Linked DNA regions of Pan troglodytes: regions 1 and 2 are each linked to region 3. The links are chromatin contacts, called in public HiChIP or PLAC-seq maps. All regions are on one chromosome and are shown on one strand. Each heading gives the region's core, a stretch centred on a gene start, on an enhancer-like site or on the middle of the called end of the contact. The rest is flanking DNA. Distances are from core to core; before and after follow the strand shown. Region 1 holds the start of ZC3H6 (zinc finger CCCH-type containing 6). Region 2 holds the start of ZC3H8 (zinc finger CCCH-type containing 8). Region 3 holds the start of CHCHD5 (coiled-coil-helix-coiled-coil-helix domain containing 5).

Region 1 (2,700 bases), core at 97-2,596, 260 kb before region 3:
GTTTCTTCATAGTACCTTCATAGTACCTTTTGAAAGCTCCCTACAAATTTATTATGGTATGGCTATAAGTACAGGTCCTGTCACTGGCTGCGTTCAACTGAAAAAAAAAAAAATAGTGCGACCACAGGTCCTGTCACTGGCTGTATTCAACTTTAAAAAAAAAAAGGGCGACTTTTTTTTTTTTTTTTTTTTTAAGACGGAGTTTCGCTTTTGTTGCCCAGGCTGGAGCGCAATGACTCGACCTCGGCTCACCGCAACTTCCGCCTCCCGGGTTCAGGCGATTCTCTTGCCTCAGCTTCCCGATTAGCTAGGATTACAGGCATGGGCTACCACGCCTGGCTAATTTTTATTTTTAGTAGAGACTGGGTTTCTCCATGTTGGTCAGGCGGGTCTCGAACTCCCGACCTCTAGTGATCTGCCCGCCTCAGCCTCCCAAAGTGCTGGGATTACAGGCGTGAGCCATTACGCCCGGCCTTTATTTTCAATGTATATGTTAATATCAAAAACTTTACATTTCTAATTTAATCCACTCATTGCAATTGTTTTTGAATGCATTCCATTTATGTATTAGTAAAATGTATTATTAAGACAAATTAAGTCAGATATTTGGATTAATCATTGAGTCTATCATTTTAGTAAAAAGCAAGCAACTTTCCTTCAGGACTAATATATTAAATAGGCCAAAACACTGACTTGTCATTTAAAAAATTTTTAAGGTCACTTCATAAGTATAAAAAACTCATGCATGGTCGGGCGCGGTGGCTCACGGCTGTAACCCCAGCACTTTGGGAGACCCAGGAGGGCGGATCACCTGAGGTCAGGAGTTCGAGACCAGCCTGGCCAAAATGGGGAAACCCCATCTCTACTAAAAATACAAAAATTAGCCAGGCGTGGTGGCGCGTGCCTGTAGTTCCAGCTACTCGGGAGGCTGAGGCAGGAAAATTGCTTGAACCCAGGAGGCAGAGGTTGCAGTGAGCCGAGAGCGCGACACTGCACTCCAGCCTGGGCGACAGAGGAGACTCCATCTCAGAAAAAAAAAAAAAAAAAAAAAAGCATGCTTAATAGTATTTATAAAATACTCGCATACATTTTACATGTTAATATTATTACGAAATAAAGTAACGTTTATACAATTATTTCAATAGCTATTCCTATTTAAGTAATAATTGGGTAAATTTAACAGCAAATACAAGAAAAAACTGCATGGCAAGCTATTTTCCTTAAAACATGATTCTGAACACTAAACGTTACAAAAACAGATACTTGCTACAACTGTGAAGGAGAAACTGCATTTCCCTATTATTACAAGAACAAAGGTTTTAACAAAAAAATTTAAGGACTCTACAGCTGCCTTATTCTTTGTTATCCCACCCCCGCCCGCCTCGGCTAACGGTTTTGGGGCCCGTTTGCTTGGTGCGTCTGGAACTCCTCAGGCGGCGGGCGTCTCGCAGGAAAAACCGCGGCCCGTACTGCGCCGGGAGCAGAAGCGCTGGTGGCCCTCGTAGGTCCCGTGGGCTGCCTCCCCCTCCTGCAGACACTCGAGGAGCCATCCGGCCGCGTCTCTCGCCGCCCGGCCCTGCCACTAGGCTGCCGCCTCCGCCGCTGCACACAGAAGGGCGAAGACCCGCCCCTGCAGGTGATTGACGGGCACTCTCCTCCAATGGTCAACGCGCTCGGCCCCGGCGGGCTGGGCAAGGGCCGCGGCTCGCGGAGGAATCTCTCTTGCCCTTTAGTCCCGGGCAAGGTGTTGCGGCCGGCGCCATTTTCTCGAGCCGCCTGTTTCGGGTGCCGCCATGTTGGTGAGGAGAAATCACCGTTACGGCCACTGTCCAAATCCCCGCGTCGCTGCACGCCGCCCGCCCGCTCCCACGCCACAGCCACCGGCGGCGAATAGAGACTAGAGCGGCAGCGCCGGCAGCGCGGGGCCGTTGCCCAGTGTTTGCAGTTAGAGCCCCATCTCTCTGGCGTGGTTGTTAATAGACTGGAAAGTCTGTGTCTGTGTCGCTCACTAGTAACCGTGAGTTTTTACCACTTCGTCACCTGTCGGCGGCGGCCGGGAGCAGGTTCCCGCAGGCGGCGCGGGGGTCTTCCCCGCGCCCCGCCGCCGCCGGCCTCGCAGACCTGCCCTCCAGCCCCGCCCCGTTCTTGACCAAACATGACAGACTCTGAACATGCAGGGCACGACAGGTCGGGAACCCTTCTTGTCTGTCTTTCTGTCGGATGAGAGGAGGGGTCTGGGGCGGCGGGAGCGGGCCGGGGCCGGGCGCCTCCTGCATGACCTAGACGTCTCTGTGTGGCTCCGTCAGTTCCATGACGCGCACCCTTATGTAAACTGCTGGATCGCGGCCGCGGGGGAGGTCGGCCCGGCCGCGCCCGCCTCCCCGAGCCGGGGTCGCTGCTCGCCGGCGCCGGCCCCGCCCCCGGCCGGGCACGTGCGAGCCCCCCGCCCCCGGGCGGGCTCCGTGTGCGCCGGGCGGCTCTCAGCGTCCCGGCTCGGTGCTGAGGTCCTGCTTCTGCCGGTCCAGGTGTCGGTGCTCCCGGCCAGATAGGACCAGCCAGGAATTTTCAGGAATGGGTGTTTTGATATTTGACTGCTTCCCGAGAACCGAGAACACCTCTAAAAAATAAACATTTGGTTTTCAGGGAAGTTTTAAGCAGCACCAAAAGGCCATCTGTTGTATACAGTCTTATCCCTTGGAA
Region 2 (2,700 bases), core at 188-2,687, 280 kb before region 3:
GGAGCTTGTGTCCAACACACTTTGAAACTGATAGCTGCTGTTCGGATTTTTAAATGTTGCTATTATCTTTTTTTGTGTGATGAATTCTTATGTATTTTATAACATATCAATTAGTACCAGTTATTTTTCTTAGTAAATTATATCATCTGCAAGTAATTAGTGTATCTGCCTCTTTCCAATATTTATAGGCCTTATTTTAAAATTTTAGTCATTTTGCATGAGAAGCTTGGTGATAAAATCATGGATCCTGGACATAGCTCTTCCACTTACATTGTGCAATCTCGGCAGGTTATTTAGCCTCTCCGTGCCTCAGTTTTCCCATCTGTAAAACGAGGACGGCATCATCTTCTCTTTAAGTTTGTTTTGAGGATTAAATGATTTATTTCATGTAAAGCACAAGGTAAAGCTCTGGATGATCAGTTAAGGTAAAATTTGAGATAGAGTGAACAGCTGACCAATATCGAATGGTAAAATCAATCACAATTGGAAACATATCTCAGTTGAGGGAAATAAAAGACGTAGGTTTAAGAACAAAGATGGTGGTTTTTAGCATTTCAAATCACTATACACTGCTCCAAAAATATAATCTACAAATTAGGGCCATTTGACCAAGAGTCTCACTTGCTTTTCCAACCTAATGGAAATATTAAGTCCAAATGACGTCTGTTGCTTTATTGTGGTCTTTAGGGTCTTTCCATGCCAATCAGTGGACTAATGGCAGAGTATTGCCTATTCTTTACCTTTTAATAAACTTGTGGTTTCATCCTTTCTACAGAAAAGAACCTAGCAGGTGTCAGTGAAAAAGGTCAAATCAGTGTCCTTTGGGAGTTTACGGTCTCGTGGAAACAGGCAACAACGGTAAAGACAGACGCTACGGGACCACAGAGGCGGGCTCCTAACCCGCTGCTGTGCAGAGAAAGGGGCGCATCCCGGAGCCTTCTCGCCTCCACCCCGCTCCCCCGCCCAGGCTCTCGACAGCCCCGGCCCTGGCGGCCTACGCCTGAGCCCCGTGTTCAGCTTCTGCTCCCACCCGGACCCCGCACGACCTCTATAGGTCAGACGGTGGCGCCCGGCCGGCCCACGTGCTCCCCACGGGCCCTCGCGACGCGGCCCGGACGTGGCCCCGGACTGCCTCCAATCCAGAAGAAACTAAGAGGCGGAGTCCCGCTGAGCCCCTGCATTCAAAAGATGAAAAGATATGGGATCACCTTTCGTCAGAGTCCGTGGCCGTTTTGCCGAGGGCCGGGTTGGGGGGTTTTGAGAAAAGATTCTCAAAATCCATGACCCAGACAGGTCCTCCCTTTCGCGAGCCGGAAAGCTACAGACTAACAACCCGAGAGAGTGACAACCCGGACGCGACGAGACGGACCCAGAGCCGCGCCAGGGCCACAGGCTCCGCCCCGCGCAGCCTCACCTGCCCCGCGCATGCGCCGCACCGCCCTCCGCGACTCTGGGCAAGCCAGCTCTCTCCCTGCCTCCTTCGCCTCGGCTCTGCGCAGGCGCCGCCGTGGTTGCCCTTCTGTAAGCTTTTTCGTCCATTACCTCAGATAGTAGAATTTTGTTTATTTTATTTATTTACTTATTTGTTTGTTTATTTATTTATTTAAAGACAGAGTCAAGCTCTGTCGTCCAGGCTGGACTGCAGTGGCGTGATCTTGGTTCACTGCAACCTCCGCCTCCCGGGTTCAAGCAAGTCTCCTGCTTCAGCCTCCTGAGTAGCTGGGATTACAGGTGTCTGCCACCACGCCCAGCTAATTTTTGTATTTTTAGTAGAGACGGGATTTCACCATGTTGGCCAGGATGGTCTCGATCTCTTGATCTCGTGATCCGCCCGCCCCAGCCTTCCAAAGTGCTGGGATTACAGGCGTGAGCCACCGCGCCCGGCCCCAGCCCAGAATTTTTAAAATGAGTTGTTAGGATTCTGCTTTCACCTTGGTGAAAACTCTTCCATCAAAATCACAGTATTCTAAGGGATGGTAGTAACAGCTAACATTTATCTGAGCACTCCACTACTATTCCTTAGAAATAGCGTTTCACATGTTAGCTAACTTAATCCTCACAACAGCCCTGTAGAAGATGTTCTATTACCATTCACATTTTTGAAATGAATAAACAGATGTGTAGTCAGGTAATGTAACTTGTAGGGTCTCTACAATTGAATGGGAATTAAAATGAATACACAAGTAACCTCAAGACAGAAAAGTCCGTTAAAAAGTACCAAATACTAAGAGAATTCAGAAGAGGGAAAAAATTGCATCCAGTTGGGAAGGCTTCTTGAGAAGGGAGTATTTGAGCTGGGTCTTGAGATATTTCCATAGGAAAAGAGGAAGTGGGCATTCCAAGTAGAGAGAATTGTATGAAGGCAGGAAAATAGAGCATGCTGTTGCAGAACAGGAAATTGCTCAGTTTTGCTCAATGTAATGCCATTTAAGGGACCTGTAGAAAGGAAGGCTCAAACCCTAGGTTGGGCCAGTGATAGAGAACCTGACTTGCTTCTGTAAGTGAAGGGAGTGTTTGATTCTTGGCATGAATCAGGATCCCTTTACCGATTAGTGAAGGGAACTATTTGAAGCCAGACATCTTCCCCAGGGAAATTCTACTTTCCCATGTTGTTTATATTGTAGGCCATCACCTATGGAACATGAATCATTACTAAAAATTCAGAGAAAAAATTGAATTAAGGAGATAAAAACTAGAATT
Region 3 (2,700 bases), core at 77-2,576:
TGTGCCACTGCATTCCAGCCTGGGTGACAAAGCGAGATGCTGTCTCAAAAAATAAATAAATAAAAATAAATAAATAAAAGAGGCTGCAGTACATGACACACTGGCAGCACCAACTCCTGCCTGGTGGATGACATCTATCTTTAGACTTCCCCACTCCATGGTTGCCGGGGGTCCATCACCATTGTTGACACTTCTTCAGGTTATGATGTTATCATCAGTCCCAGTGCTATCAGTCAACTCTACAATCCTAGGTAGTCCTTGAATCTACAGTTGACCCTTAAACAATGCAGTAGAAAATCCACATATAACTTTTGACTCCCCCAAAACTTAATAGCCTACTGTCGATCTGAAGTCTTACTGATGACATAAATAGTAGATTAACACATATTTTGTAGGTTATATGCATTATATACTGTATTCTTGCAATAGTAAAGTAGAGAGAAGAAACTGTTATTAAGGAAATCGTAAGGAAGATAAAATATACTATTCATTAAGTGGAAGTGGATTATCATAAAGGCCTTCATCCTTGTCCTCTTCACATTGAGTAGGCTGAGGAGAGGAAGGGGGTTGGTCTTGCTGTCTCAGAGTGACAGCGGCAGAAGAAAATCTGAGTATAAGTGGACCCGTACAGTTTAAATCCATGTTCAAGGCTCAACTGTAAACTGTTTGATTTAATGGGCAACCCACGCACCCAAGTGGTTATAAGTGGTACTACAAAATGTATTATATAAATACCGTAGAATTTTTTTTTTTTTTTTTTGAGACAGAGTCATGCTCTGTCACCCAGGCTGGAGTGCAGTGGTGTGGTCTCGGCTCACTACAACCTCCGCAGCAATTCTCGTGCCTCAACCTCCTGAGTAGCTCCAGGACTACAGGTGCCTGCCACCATCCCTGGCTAATTTTTTGTATTTTTTGTAGAGACAGGGTTTCACCATGTTAGCCAGGCTGGTCTCGAACTCCTGACCTCAAGCGATTCGCCCACCTCGACCTCCCAAAGTGCTGGGATTACAGGCGTGAGCCACTGCACCCAGCTGAACACAATCTTTACCTTCCATGTACTGATTTATGTCTTTGTCTGTAACTCCTGTCCACCTAAAATGTACAAAACCAAACTGTAATTCTACTGTCTCAGGCACACTTTCTCAGGACCTCTTGAGCCTGTGTTCCCCAGGCCATGGTCACTCATATTGGCTCAAAATAAATCTCTTTAAAACATTTCAGTTTGGTTTTTCTGTTAACAGGTGGTTAATTTTTCCTAGTTCTTTAATGAGATCCCTAGAAACCGGGTTTAAGACAATTGATTTTTTTTTTTTTTTTTTGCTTTCTCGGTCAGATAAGAAAATTTCAGAAACTCCCTCCCTGTGCACCTGTGGGCATTCCCACTCCCACACACCAACAAGACAAGGTTAGACAGATCTTCTGAGGCAGCTTCTAAGGCCTTTCAGCATGTCAAAATGCATCTTTGGGGTATCCGTTTCTGAGTACCAACAAGGGAACGGAATGGGTTAAGATTTCATTCTCTCAGTAGAGGAAAATCTAGGGATTCATTCTACATTTGAAGCCAAAAACAGTTATCTGACTCCTTCCAGAGCCTTTAAATGTTGATCCCTTCCCCTCTTCTCCCATCAAACATACACTTGGAAGTTTAAGAAGAATGGAGGGATCTCAAGGTGTAAAGTTTTCTTTCTGTGCGATGACCAGTGCTGGTCCTCAGATGTCAACTGCCAACCAGGGTAGCTCATGGTTACAACCTCCCGTACAGCTCTCACTTATCCAGAACTACTGAGGCTCCAAGCTCAGTATCAAACTGTTCACTTGCACTATGTCCTCTATGATGTCACTGTCATCATTTTACAGACACACTGCGACTCCAAGTGGTCGTTACTAGTTCACAATCAAGTAGCTCTCGTTCATCTTCTCGTTCATCTTCAACTCTATGATTAACTGCAAAATGTTCTGCTCATTTTGACTAGAGTCTTGAAAGATCTGCAAACTAAACGGCAGGACTGATGCTCAGTTCTCTGACCAGGGGATATCCAGTCTCTTATGTGGGGAAACTCACGCCCAGGTCTAACCTCACACTTTTAAGACAGATGAGAAGGAAGGGGGAAATGTTGCTACATTAGGAGGAATTAATTACAAAGAGAGGAAGTAACTAGCTTGATAGTCTCATGGAGTCAGGATTAAACGCCATGTCTGTCCTGGCGTACGCTAAGGGATGGGGAAACGTCTGGGTCCCAGGCTGGGTAAATGGCAGGCACAAGCCGAATTAGTTCGGCTCTTGGTTTGACTCCCTCTTCCCTCCTGTTCCAAGCGCTCGCATGAACCAGGGTGCCAGGGGGATTATCAGCGTCTGCGCAAGGCCGATGGTGGCAGCGCGGCGTCAGGAATCAGGCCCCCTATCCCTGAGCCCAACAGCCTACCGCCACAGCACCCAACGAAAATGGGAACGACATGTTGAGACGCTGCAGCAACAGCAGGCGCTTCCCACCAGCTACAGTCGGAGATTTGGAGCGCTTGTGTCTGAGGCTCAATCCCGTCAGGTGCCGCGCAACTCAGCGGCGCATTCTCTTTGGACCCGAGGCACCACCATACTTTCCATTGCTTACTTCCGTTAAACCCCGAGCGCTGCCATGGCAAGCCGGAAATAGGGATAAAGCAATTTAGCCAGAAGAGGGCGGAAGTGGCTACTCAGGGCGC

What was found. HiChIP or PLAC-seq counts read pairs in DNA pulled down with a chosen protein or histone mark.
Region 1: a contact with region 3 is called in an H3K4me3 HiChIP or PLAC-seq map of stem cell-derived excitatory neurons, with 2.9 times the contacts expected there. The contact joins the promoter of ZC3H6 here to the promoter of CHCHD5 in region 3. A contact is called at or near these places in 1 of 7 Hi-C or Micro-C datasets (stem cell-derived neural progenitor cells) and 1 of 1 datasets of contacts at active chromatin or transcription factors (stem cell-derived excitatory neurons).
Region 2: a contact with region 3 is called in an H3K4me3 HiChIP or PLAC-seq map of stem cell-derived excitatory neurons, with 5 times the contacts expected there. The contact joins the promoter of ZC3H8 here to the promoter of CHCHD5 in region 3. A contact is called at or near these places in 1 of 7 Hi-C or Micro-C datasets (stem cell-derived neural progenitor cells) and 1 of 1 datasets of contacts at active chromatin or transcription factors (stem cell-derived excitatory neurons).

Annotation. Positions count from the first base shown.
Region 1 is chr12:10,941,936-10,944,635 of NHGRI_mPanTro3-v2.0_pri, reverse strand. ZC3H6 (zinc finger CCCH-type containing 6) reads left to right here and starts at 1,346. Exons shown (of 12, transcript XM_063789421.1): 1 at 1,346-2,187. The coding sequence starts at 2,156.
Region 2 is chr12:10,962,091-10,964,790 of NHGRI_mPanTro3-v2.0_pri, reverse strand. ZC3H8 (zinc finger CCCH-type containing 8) reads right to left here and starts at 1,437. Exons shown (of 9, transcript XM_063788918.1): 1 at 1,209-1,437. The coding sequence starts at 1,282.
Region 3 is chr12:10,685,807-10,688,506 of NHGRI_mPanTro3-v2.0_pri, reverse strand. CHCHD5 (coiled-coil-helix-coiled-coil-helix domain containing 5) reads left to right here and starts at 1,326. Exons shown (of 3, transcript XM_063789410.1): 1 at 1,326-2,700.